Regions from separate parts of the Mus musculus genome. Here region 1 is linked to region 2. A link is a contact called in public HiChIP or PLAC-seq data. All regions are on one chromosome and are shown on one strand. Each heading gives the region's core, a stretch centred on a gene start, on an enhancer-like site or on the middle of the called end of the contact. The rest is flanking DNA. Distances are from core to core; before and after follow the strand shown. Region 1 overlaps Gm35991 (a long non-coding RNA gene). Region 2 has its middle 40 kb from the start of 4930471G24Rik.

Evidence for each region. HiChIP or PLAC-seq counts read pairs in DNA pulled down with a chosen protein or histone mark.
Region 1: a contact with region 2 is called in an H3K27ac HiChIP or PLAC-seq map of neural progenitor cells, with 5 times the contacts expected there. The contact joins two enhancer-like sites. A contact is called at or near these places in 4 of 484 Hi-C or Micro-C datasets (brain, cortical glia, forebrain and 1 more) and 4 of 115 datasets of contacts at active chromatin or transcription factors (astrocytes, embryonic stem cells and neural progenitor cells).

What each region holds. Positions count from the first base shown.
Region 1 is chr13:47,843,919-47,849,966 of GRCm38.p6, reverse strand. Gm35991 (a long non-coding RNA gene) reads right to left here. Exons shown (of 3, transcript XR_382321.2): 1 at 5,847-6,048; 2 at 2,988-3,107. Gm52029 (a long non-coding RNA gene) reads left to right here. Exons shown (of 3, transcript XR_003950538.1): 3 at 2,128-2,498. Among named protein-coding and RNA genes, the nearest start is that of Gm35991, 3.1 kb to the right of the region's middle. Within about 2 kb of position 1,391, at least 26 of the 459 cell types and tissues checked have an H3K27ac peak or open chromatin away from gene starts, as enhancers often do. A contact at or near this core is called in astrocytes and neural progenitor cells, where this site is marked.
Region 2 is chr13:47,704,546-47,710,516 of GRCm38.p6, reverse strand. No RefSeq gene overlaps it. Among named protein-coding and RNA genes, the nearest start is that of 4930471G24Rik, 40 kb to the right of the region's middle. Within about 2 kb of position 2,311, at least 19 of the 459 cell types and tissues checked have an H3K27ac peak or open chromatin away from gene starts, as enhancers often do. A contact at or near this core is called in astrocytes and neural progenitor cells, where this site is marked.

The sequences.
Region 1 (6,048 bases), core at 142-2,641, 140 kb before region 2:
GTTAAATTGTTGTAGGCCTCTGGGAGAGACAGCATCTGACGAGGAAGGCTTCAGTGTGGTTGAGCAAGGGGGTATTGTATAGAGAAGTCCCTGAGTGGTGCTAAGCCAGCTACTGTGAGGGTCCCAAGGTGGCATCTTTTTGGATAAACTCAAAGATCAAGGTCAAGTTCATGAGACCGAGTGCTGCTGTGGACTTTGGAGTCTGTGGACCGGAATGTGGCAGGAGAGTCATTATCATACCCATCCCAGGCATCAGCAACCTTCCAGGTTTACTCTAGAGTGTCTTACCCTTACATGCTGGGATACCAGAGTGCTTATCCTAATGGTAGGGATTAGCTGGATAATCAGCATAATTGACCTGGTCCCCATCCTGAGCACCGTCTCTAGGGGGAATCTAGGGCTCTATAGTCTATAAGAGCCTGTGTTTATTTGTCATTGAAATGGTTAGGAGGTAGCTAGGCAAAACATCAGGCAGGGCTCTAAGATGGCAGAAATGGATTCCAGGGACAGGCAAGCAGGGATGTAGGCTCCAATGCATGTCTAAGACATTCAAATACAGCAGAAAGGCTGATGTGTTTGTTTGAAGTCCAATTCAAGCACAGCATCCAAACAAGCTAGTAATCAGGCCTTGGGGGAAGATTCGAGGAAATGGACTCTAAAGGAAGTACCATTGGTGCAGTAATTGGGAGAATTGATTAAATGGGTGTGGAACCCCAAAAGGCATAATTAGGATCTTAAATTTTGGGGAGGCCTGACTACGATCACCTTCATGATGGTACCTGTAAGGTCAAGGCACATTTAACACTTTTAACAAATGCTTCGAGATGTCTCATGGTTGGGATTCCTGGAGATCTGAATGGGACTTGCATTGAGAAGACTATGTTCAGCTGAGTAGTTCCCAGTGGCTGTATTAGGTCGGGGGTGGGGATAGCAGTAATCAGTATATGGTGCTGTCTCCCTAGCCTCTGACACTGCAGAATCTCTGGGCTCAGACCTAACAGATTCTGTGCGGTGGACCTTCCCTTTAAGGGAACCCTCTGATTTCAGAGCCCCTGGGTGCCGTTCCCAGGCTAAGGAAGCAATGAATGCATTAAGAGCTTTAGAAATAACAGCCTCAGCAGCTTGACTCTTCCTTCTATTATTCAGGGAGAAGGGTTGTCAGAGGCATCTTTCCCAGGAGGGTCCTGCCAACCTCTGAGAAGCAAACCCTGTGGGGCAGAAAGGATGTGGCCACTCAGCAGTTACCTTGGTTTCCAAGAAATGTCTCCACCCTTCAGTTGCTTCTGAAAGTCTGTCTGTTTCCCTGTTAAAGGGAAGGCATGCTGAGTTCTCTTCTCAGCTTATAAATTATGCTGTATTAAACGCTGGCAACAGTTTCGCTCTCTCTGTGTAAACATGAGGCAGTGCAGAATGGGAAGGGGGTGGGAAGGGCTGGCTGCCAGGACCCAGTGGAGACTCGTGAACAGCTCTTTGAATGTCGGATGGTGTTCACACCAGCATTAGGAGTGGGCTCCCCAATACCTGTCTTCAGCCAGGCCTTTTTACGTTATGAGTGCTGATACCACCCGGGTTTGTTTGTGTGTGAAGTACACGGTCGAATAAATTCTGTGATTCAAGTAGCCCCAAGAAACATACCTCTTTTCAAAAAGAAAAAAATAAAATTCAGTATTCATTTATAACACCTGAAATTCTAATGTGGATTCATTTGGAAAGTTATAATGAAATTCTAATATTTCTCAATTGATCAGTTCTAAATATTCTCTATATAAATTTGAATATTCTCACTTACTCTGTCATTCATTAGGAGGAAAGGAACACTGAGAACAAAAGCAGGAAATAACACCAGGAAGATCTTTTGTTCAGCTCCCTGGGTTTGTTTTAGAGATCATTTTATGCTGCCCTGTTTTCAATGGGCAAGAACACCCTTTAAAGTAAAAGAAGAACTTTTAAACACAGAATATACTACCTTCCATTTTGAAAGCTGGATGTGGCAGTCAATACCTGTAACCCCAGCATTTAAGAAGCTGAGACAGGAGGGCCACTGGGTTTTATGTAACATGACAATCTCTCTCTCTCTCTCTCTCTCTCTCTCTCTCTCTCTCTCTCTCTCTCTCTCTCTCATTTTAGATGTTGACATTTCTCATTGGAATAGGAAACGTGAGGAACATCCACCATTACAAGCAGCTCACGGGACTGGAGAGTGGTGCCCAGTCTCTTAGAAGGAGGACACCCTGACTGAACAGCTCCCGCTGCAGGAGATGAAACTCCTGTTCAAACAGACTTACTGGACAGAGACATCGCTAGCTTCTATGAGGAGTGTAAGGTGAGTTTCAGGGCTACCTGAACCACGGGCTCCGGACCTCCAGAGCCCCTTCCCCTTGCCTTCTTAGCACTACATGGCTCCAGCTTCAACAGTAAAAGGAGAAGAGTGGATAAGGGCAGTGTGGTTGTCAGAGCATTGGTTCCATCTTAACACACCTACAATGTTAGTATTATTTAATCCCAAGATACCATCATCCATACGGCTATAGTTCTTCCTTGTTCACAACTGTGAGTTTAAAGAATTTCTCATTAGCTTCATTCCACTTGGTCTATGTGGTCATCAAGGTCTTAGAGCCTACAGATGAGTGGTACTCACAGTTTGATTCAGGCTCAAAGCCTGAACCAAGTGGTATAAGGAACAGAGATGAGTTGAGCCTAAGGACTTAATGGCAACTTCAATGATCTCCTTGTGGTGCAGTGTGGAAGATTCTCATAACATAAGGTGGCTTGGTTTAGGAGGTCAACTGTGATGTCATATCTCAGTTAGTAAAGCTATAAGGACTGAGGCAGGATCAGAGGCATGGAGAATTCCTTTAGCCTACTCAAGCCAGACCTTCTTTTCTCTTTGACCCTTCGGCCATCTCTCAGTCCTTTCTCTAGGCATGGAAGATTCTAGTTTGAAAACAACCATTAGACATAGGATAGCACCAATTAATTCAACTAACCCATGGCTACAGAAGGCTGGGGACTGTCCTCTTCAAAGGCCAAGACATGCTGAGCTTATGCCCGAGGTTATTTGCCAGATGGTGGTTCACTTTCACGGTGTCATGGAAATGCTTCTTCATCTGCTCATGGAAAGGAACCCAGAAACATGGTTTGCAAGTGGATGGCAACACAAAGCAGACCACTGCATTACCTGACAGAGAATTTCTGAAGGGAAAACTACATATAAGAAACTCAAGTGGAATGTTGTACATGTCCTTTACTGCCAATATAGGAAATATGCTTTAGATTTATGTACTTTTAATATTATTATGTCTGTATTCATTTATTTGTGGTGTGTGTATGTGTGTGTGTGTGTGTGTGTGTGTGTGTGTGTGTGTGTGGTCTAAAGGCAACTTGAGATAGCCAATTCCTTCCTTATGCCATGTGGTTTTGGGGAGCTTGAACTTGGATCATCAGGTGTGGCCACAAGTGCTTCTACTCTAGCTGGCTCCTAGTTTTATGGGTTTTGTGGGAAAAAAAATCTCAAAGAAGTTAAAAAAGTAAACAAATTAACATTTATGTCCTGACACTCTCTGGCTTGTTCACTCTTCTTTCTTTCTTTCTTTCTTTCTTTCTTTCTTTCTTTCTTTCTTTCTTTCTTTCTTTCTTTCTTTCTTCTTTCTCTCTCTCTCTCTCTCTCTCTCTCTCTCTCTCTTTCTTTCTTTCTTTCTACAGTGCCTCTCTTTATTTGAAATTCTGTTCTGTAAGAGCAGTCATAATTCTCATCATGGAGTCATTAGGGACAGAATTAGTAGTTACAATGAAAACCATTAAACCAAGAAGAGTCATTAGGCGCAATCAGGATAGGGTGACTGAGTGAGTGTCTGTGGGTCACACATGAGATGTGCTCTTTGCTAGCTTTCTGGAAAGGCAATGGAAACTAGTGGTGGCCATTTTACTGAAAAAAACATCTTTAGGAGAACTGTTTTTCTTTTACTTCCTGCGAAATTGCTCAGGGACCGTTTGGTTGACCAGTAGGACAAGTTCAATAGCTAATGCTCTTTCTTCTTTAAGGCCATGACCTATAGCAGCATTTGCCCTAGAGCATGCATTCTGACAGACAACCAAATCAGGCAACAGCATATATACACTTAACCCTTTTCTCTCCAAAGTGCTTCTGTGTCTTTATGAACTAGCCCTGCTTCGAGTGCTGAGTCAATCCTCACCAGGCTTATATATCATATGATATATAATATACATTATTATATATTATATTATATATAATGTATATTATATAATATACTATATATATATGAAACCAGCCAATCATGACTGAAGCCCCTGAAACCATGAGCCAAAAGTACTCTTTTTTTTTTTTTAAATTTAAGTTGATGTAGCTCAGGGTAAAAAACATGTGCATATCTAGTGCTGCAGAGGCTAGAAGAGGGTGCCATCTCCTGTGGAACTGGAGTTAGGCAGTTGTGAGCCACCATGTGGGTTGTGGGAACTGAACCACTGGCATCATAAGAAGAGCAGTGATGATCTTAACTCTCTGGACCATTTCTCTAGTCCCTGCTTTTACTTCTTAACCAAAGGTAAATCAAGCCCATGGGGAGCTTGTGGAGAGCAAGTCATAACTGGATGCATTGGAGAGCTTGGTTAAACAGTACCTGGAGGAGGCCTGGGTAGATGGCTCAGGGAATAAAAGTACTTCTGCATAAGCAGGAGAACCTGAGTTCAAACTCTCAGAATCCAAGTAAAACCTGGCAAATAACCCGCATCTGAAACGGCAGCACTTGTTTCTACAGTGAGATTCCAGATAGAGACTCAGAAGGTCATGGGTCAGCTAGTCTGAATTACCCAGATGCAAAACAAGAGTCTCCTGCCTCAGACAATGTGGAAGGCCAAGACTAGGCTGGTCCTTTACCTCACATCAGCACTGACACACACACACACACACACACACACACACACTCCCGGTAGATTTTCAAATTTCAGGGAACCTTTAGCAGACATCACTGGCAGAGCCAGAATCATTCATGTAATAGTGAACATTGCTTCTGCTCATTACGGTTTAAGTCATGGGGTGGTATTGGTAGAAGAGATAGAACTCAGGTAGGGTTTTATGTGCATGTAACGACTTTGGTCCTTTCTGTAATGAACAATGAAAGGTACTAGAAAGGGGGAAAACAATATTGGTTATTTCACTTTTAAAAACTGTACCAAATAGCATTTGAGAAGATGGAATCTATGCACTCGTGTGATGCTCAGGGGATGCAGAGCCTTTCTTGCAAGCTTGAGGATCTGATCTCGATCCTTAGAATCCATCTAAAAGAAGGTGGGTGTGCTGGTGTGCACTTTGAATCTGCGAAAACGGACACAGGAAGACCCTTGGGGCTTCCTGGGCAGCCAGCCTGAGAAAGAGTGTCAAGAAAGAAAGAAAGAAAGAAAGAAAGAAAGAAAGAAAGAAAGAAAGAAAGGAAGAAAGAAAGCAAGCCAATGGACAGACAGAAAGAATGAAAAAAAAGAAAGAAAGAAAAAAGGCCGATGGACAGACAGAAAGAAAGAATGAAAAAAGGAAAGAATAAAAACAAAACAGAAGGTTGTCCTCTGACCTGTGTCACATGGACCCCCACAAAAATAAATGAGACATTGAAATTGCCCCCCAAATAACTAATCCCCCACCAAAGGAAATAAGAGACGCAGAAGACCTTTCTGTCCACTCCCCTACCCCACCGAGAGAGAACAGAAAAATAAATATCTGTGCTTTTGGTTTTTCAAGGTATGGTAAGGAGAATTTTTTAAATATGCTTTCGAATCCTCAGAGACTTTATAATTTATCAGGAAAGACACATTCTTCCTAATGAAAGGCTACTGACCTTCAGGAAAGCGACAGTTCAATTACAGCCCATTCAGATGCAGAGCAGTGTTGATAAAGGACGGGGCGATGTGACTGGCATAGCAAAGAAAGGGAAAATGTCTGGAAAATTATTATTCGCTTCTTAAAAGTTTAATTGTGAAACAAGAATAATAAATACGATCGCTCAGGTGGCAGAATCCTTTCTTCCCTGGCCCCGTGCT
Region 2 (5,971 bases), core at 1,062-3,561:
TTTCCCTCCTGTTTTATTCAAAAACCTATTTATGATTCAAGATTGGGTTTTTCAGTCTGAAAGTTTTTCTAATTTTTATGGTTTCACTTGCTATTGATTTCTAGTGTTATTCTAATATGATTTAAAGAAAGAGAGAGAGAGAGAGGAAGGAAAAAAGGAAGAAAGAAAGAAAGGAAGGAAGGAAGGAAGGAAGGAAGGAAGGAAGAAAGAAAGGAAGAAGGAAAGAAAGAGAGAAATAGTTTGGTATATTTTAAAGAACATTCCATGAACTTCTAGGATGAATGTGTATTTAACATCTGTCTGGATGGGACATTCCAATAGCTTCATTATACATTAATTTTTGTAATAGAGCATATTCTATGCTAGATATTGCTTCATTGCTTCTGCCATTTCTTAATCCCCACATCGGTGTTACAGAGCTCCTCCACTACCATGGTCCTTTATCTCAAGGACACTAGAAGCACAGGGAAATTAAGTAACCTGTACAAGGTCAAAGATCTGGCAGTGGGGAAACAGGCAGTTGAGTTGTACATGTCATTCTGTATTTGAGAACAGGAAGTTCTCAGATCTACCAGGCCATCACCTCCCCTCTACTACATTCCTGATTATTTCCTTTCTGTTTCCACCATGCCACTCCTTCTCTTACATGGTTAGATAGTTAGACACAATGTCTCTCTCTTCTTGCATTCCTAGCTTATGTAGTCCACACAGACCTATGCAGAGTAAATGTCAGGGTGTTATATGGGAATGAGAGAATGGATAAACTAAGAAACATTACCACAAGGCTCATCACCGTTGCCAATTTGAGTGAATTTGGAATCACCAAAGAGATACACCTCTAGATATATCTGTGATGACATTTCCAAAGTGGTTTAACAGAGGAGGGAAGACCCACTCTGAATGCAAGTAGGTACCATCCCATTGGCTGTTGTACTTCATTGAATAAAACTGGAAAGAGGCAATTTTGAGCTGGGACCCAGCATCCATCTGCTTCCTGGCAGGGCACACAGTGTGACCATCTGCCTCACGCTCCTGCACCATAACTCAAGCTGCTCTTGCCACCACAGTGATGGACTGTACCACAAACTATGAACTGAAATAATTCCCCTTCCTCATACACTTACTCCGATGCCAGAGGGTTTTATCTTTTGTGCTAGAGCACGTTGCTAGTTCATGGGACCCAGAACAAGATGACCTCCCTTCCTGTAAGCTGCTCTGTCAAACCATCAAGTCGACCTTTGAAATATACTTCTTTACTTTCAGATAATACTCCTATTACTCAAGCTTTCTGATAGCTCAAGATTGGAAAGGGGATGCAGAGAGTCCATGTTCCTTTAAATCTAATTGCTGTAACATTGGTTCTCTTGGATTTGGGTGGCAGCCATTGCCCTCTTGGCTAGGCTGGATCCATTAACCAGGATTTCCTATAGTACTGTACAAACTCCCCTGCTGTCAGAGCAGAAACTACCAGTCATATTCCTTTTATATGGCCAAGCATGGCCAACGTGCTTCATTTTATGACACTTTGAGCTCTGTAGTTGTTAATGGCTTGGGAGTAGTAACCACTCTAATCTGAAGGAAATAGTGAATATACTACCCCGAAGAAACAGACGGGCCAAACAATTCAGGAGCTTTTATTTCAATTTCAGGGCCTTAGGTAGCTACAGAAGACCTCTCTCCCTTCCAAAAGCCCTTTGACATTGATAATGACATCATCCATATGAGAATGGTGGAGGCCTCTATTCCAGATGAACTATCCAGGCTAGAAAGAGTGCCCTCTGTGTGTGTGTGTGTATGTGTGTGTGTGTGTGTGTGTGTGTGTGTGTGTGTGTGTGTGTGTGTGTGTGACATTTCTGTCCTCTGCAGAGTATGTTGCTGTATTCTATCAGGTGTATCTGAGTCTTCCAGCTAAACACTCCGTCTTTATCCCTGTAGCCCTTCAGCCGACTCAAAGCTCTTCTCCCTCTGAAGAGGCACCATTCTACGAACCTCGGGAAATAACGACACTACTCATAGTCAGCCCAAGTTTCCAGTGGCATCTGCAAGTAGAGTAGCGGGAACACCAGTTCAGCATCTGACATCCAGAAGGCTTGCCCACATGTAAAGCGTGAGCAAGCCCATCGGAGACACGGACAGTACGCTCGGTGCTTTCTTTTTCATTTTGCTTAATACTAAAGGGTCGGGAAGAAGCCCTGGATGCTTTTGAAAGTGTGCTTATAATTTTGGAGCCAAGCTGTGCGGGTACCCATTGGAGACAACTGTTCTCTCATGGTTTGCTTTGAATAAACAACCAGGGCTCTGTGTGATATCGCTTCTCAACCAGATTCTAGCATTGAAGCGCAGGCTCGCCATGGTTACTTGCATTTTAAGCCAGTCACTCCTTTTCCTTCCCCTTGGCTCAGCTCCTGCTTACTTGGCGGTGCCTCCTTCTCATTTGAACTTTTGGCCTCTTTTAATCTCCACCAAATTTTGTCTGAAAGAACCTTTCTTGAGCACCTTTTGTTGCTCTGAGTTTCTTTCTCCTGTGAGAGGGAGCACGGGGAACTGAGGATTGAAAAACACTCAGTGGTCTGCCTTCTTCCTCCAAGGCCAGCAATGACAGGCTGTTTTGTGTATGGTATTTCTCTCATTTTTTTTTAAATTAAGGAAGCACAAGATACAAGCTGTTTGCTGAAAACAAAATGTTTGTTGTCCAAAGACCACACACACACACATTTGCAGAGGTCCACACACGGGGCTCCGTTCTCATCCCAGGCCCTAGCCTTTCCTTTCTTATTTCTTCAGTGAAATGTTCTGTTGAAATGTAGCTCAGATCAAAAGCCAAAGCCAACGCAGCTTTGTACCCCTGGTGACTTCCCATTTCAGTCACATCTCAGACAGCTCCTCCAGGACCTCAGCAAGCCACACGAGCAAGTTTCCATTTCAGAGAAAAACTAATATTCCATTCTCTCCTCTCATTGCAAAGTTAAACAATCTACCTCCCATATCAAAGATCTGCCGTTTACTCTGAACCTCGTAACTGATGCTGATGTCCCGTCCATCCTTCCCATCAGCCTGAAGTCTTTAGCCACTCTGTTCTGTCCCGTTTTCCCCTCCTTCCCGGGGCTGTGGCTAACCACTGTCATCTTTCTTCTCCAGAGCAAATCTGCTACCTTCTTCTGCCTTCTCTCCCTAGCCCTGCGGCATACACAGGTGAGATCACAGCTTCCAGACCTACCAACAACTTCACGTCCCACCCATCTAGAACCTCTTCTAGAACCCATAATTCAGCCCCGAAAATTCTTTTCCACTCTCCGTGGAATATTCTAGACGTTTCTTGTGCATTTCCCTTCACTATTCTCCATTATAGCTTCCTTGTCTCTCCGTCTTTTCCTCCTTCCATAGAATGCCAAAGAAGGGCTTCCTTTTGTCAACTACTCCTTTTGCTTAATTAAGCTTCTCTCACACTCTCATGAATACTCAGACATCATCATTCAGTCTTGGAAGGGAAAAGAACTTCCTCATCTCCAAGCCAGTCCCCAAGTTGTGTGAGTTGTGATCCAGTGGTCCCAGCTGGAGGACAGGGCACCATGTTCTCACCTCTGTCTCAGCCATTCACTCTCAGCCAACTCCTGCTCTGCTCTCAAATATACTTAAGTTGTTACAGAACAGAGAAACTCCAAGCACTCACTTGCTCCATACACCACTCAAACAGCATCCAACTTCTACACATCCTTATAGATCCCCTCCTGGAATTATTTGCTTGGACCATTTTTGAGCTATCACCTCCCTTCCCTTTAGCACTCTCTTGCTTTCAGCCAGCTTCAGCATCCTATTGAGGGTGTGTGTGTGTGTGTGTGGGGGGGTGTTCTCTTCTCTCCTCTTCTCTGTCTTTCTCTGTCTCTCCCTCCCTCCTTCTCTCTCTCTGTCGTGTGCGTGTGCGTGTGCGTGTGCGTGTGCGTGTGCGTGTGTGTGTGTGTGTGCTGCCAATCAAACCCAGGACCTAGAACATGCCAGGAAAATGCTCACAAAGCCACAATTGCATACAACAGGATTTTCCTAAGAAAATCATCACTGAACACACAGATGTTTCTTTCCCCTTTAGCCTCATTGTCTTCTCTGTTACAAAGGCCCGACTTTTCATAGAACTCATCGGGTTCTCGCACACTGTCTGGGTTTCCTTCTTCTCATGCCTGCTACTTTCTTATGGGTGTCTCTCCTCAAGCTTTACACCTTAATTCAGTTAAGTTTGTCAAGGGTCTATAGGACAGCACCAATGTAACAGGATGGTGCAGAGTTGAGATTCTCTTGCTATCTGGGGATTTTCCCCATAAGCTTCAAACCAAAGGAAGCCAAGCAGTCATCCAGGTTATCATTCAGCTGGCTGCTGAGTTCAAAGACAAGGATACTCAGCTGGTGCTATGGTTATTGCTTTTTGACCCTATGGGGCTTGGTCTTAGGGTGTCATACATACTAGGCAAGTGCTTTACCACTGAGATGCACCCCAATTAACTCTCAGTGAGCCAACACTAACCTCCCTGGGGTTCCTCATCCCACTGCCCTGGCCTCTTCTTTAGAGCCTCCTCGATTCTCTAATGATCCGTTAACTAAAGGACCAAATCCTGGCTCACTAACACCCTTGCAGATTCCTTCTTCAGCACTGAGTCTGCATCCACACATAGTTCCCCGTAGTGGCCAGCAAGCATATAGAGCATCAACCTTGTCAACAGATGTCCTAGCATCTCAAAAAGCAGTTGCCAGGGTGATGCTATAGTGAACTGAACTGGAGTTTGTTATTGTTGTTGTTGTTTTATTTATTTTTTTCTTTTCTCTGCACAAGCTACTTCTTCAACCTTCAGACAAAGACAAGAATTCTTGGTAAGGGAGCTATATCATGGAAAAAGAAAAATATCTGTATAAATAAGGGAGAGTGGGTGGAAATCTGCCATAAAGAAGGAGAGAAAGGGCTCTCCCCACCTATCAAAGTTAAGGAGGCTCTGCTGAGACTTTTGCAGATATTTCAAATACATTCAGAGGCAAAGAGTCTCAGAACAGACACATCCAAACGCCAGAAGTTTTTAGCCCTAGTACATTGGTATTTAACAAGAGAGGCCTGGGGAGCACTTGACATTTAGGAGGGATTTATGGGCATACCCTGAAGTTTGACAGTGTTCTTAAAAATAGATACTACTTTCTGTTGCCAAACTGGAAAAAAATCAGCGAATCTGGCTAGCACCATCTTCGATCATCCGACAAGAGAATGCATGACTGGGGTGGAACTCCCAATGGCCTGCTTTAAAAGTGAGTCAGGAGTTTCCTTCAACCCGAATAGGCTTGAGTTTCACACTGAGCTTGATGGGAACATGTTGTAAAAGGAGCTGTGAGGGCAGGGAGCCTCATAGAGATAACCCCTGTAGACCAAGGCTGAGAGGATGCCACTCGGGCCAGATAGAGGGTGTGTCACCTGAGGATGCTGGCTGATGAACCCAAGAAATGGATGGGAAGAGGAGAAGAGGAGAAAGAAGAAGGAAAGAGAAGGAATGGGGAATGGGAGGGCAGGGGAGGGGCCAAAAGGCAAGAAGGAGGGGGAAGGAGAGGGCAGGCATAGTGCCAGGGCGAGCATTCGGAAGCTCTTCACAATGGCAGACCCACTGCCCACTAACTGACAGCCAAAAGACAACCATAGAAGCAGCAGCTAAATGAAAGCTTGACCCCATGGGAGGAGTTCTCAAAGCTGAAGTGATCTCCCCTCCTCTACTGCAGGCTCAGAGCCACAGGTCTGGCCTGAGTTGTGAGAAAAAGACACCCAGATCAAACCTAATGCAGCCGGACTTTTGATTTCAATTTGCCTAGAAAGGTGACTTTCCTGAGCGTGTTATGTGGTTCTAAATGTTCTCAAAGGTGTAAATTACTGAGAAACTGTGGATTCATCCAGGAACTCTGAAGGGAATAAATGTGGGAGGGGGATATGAGGAGCCATGGCAGGAGTCAG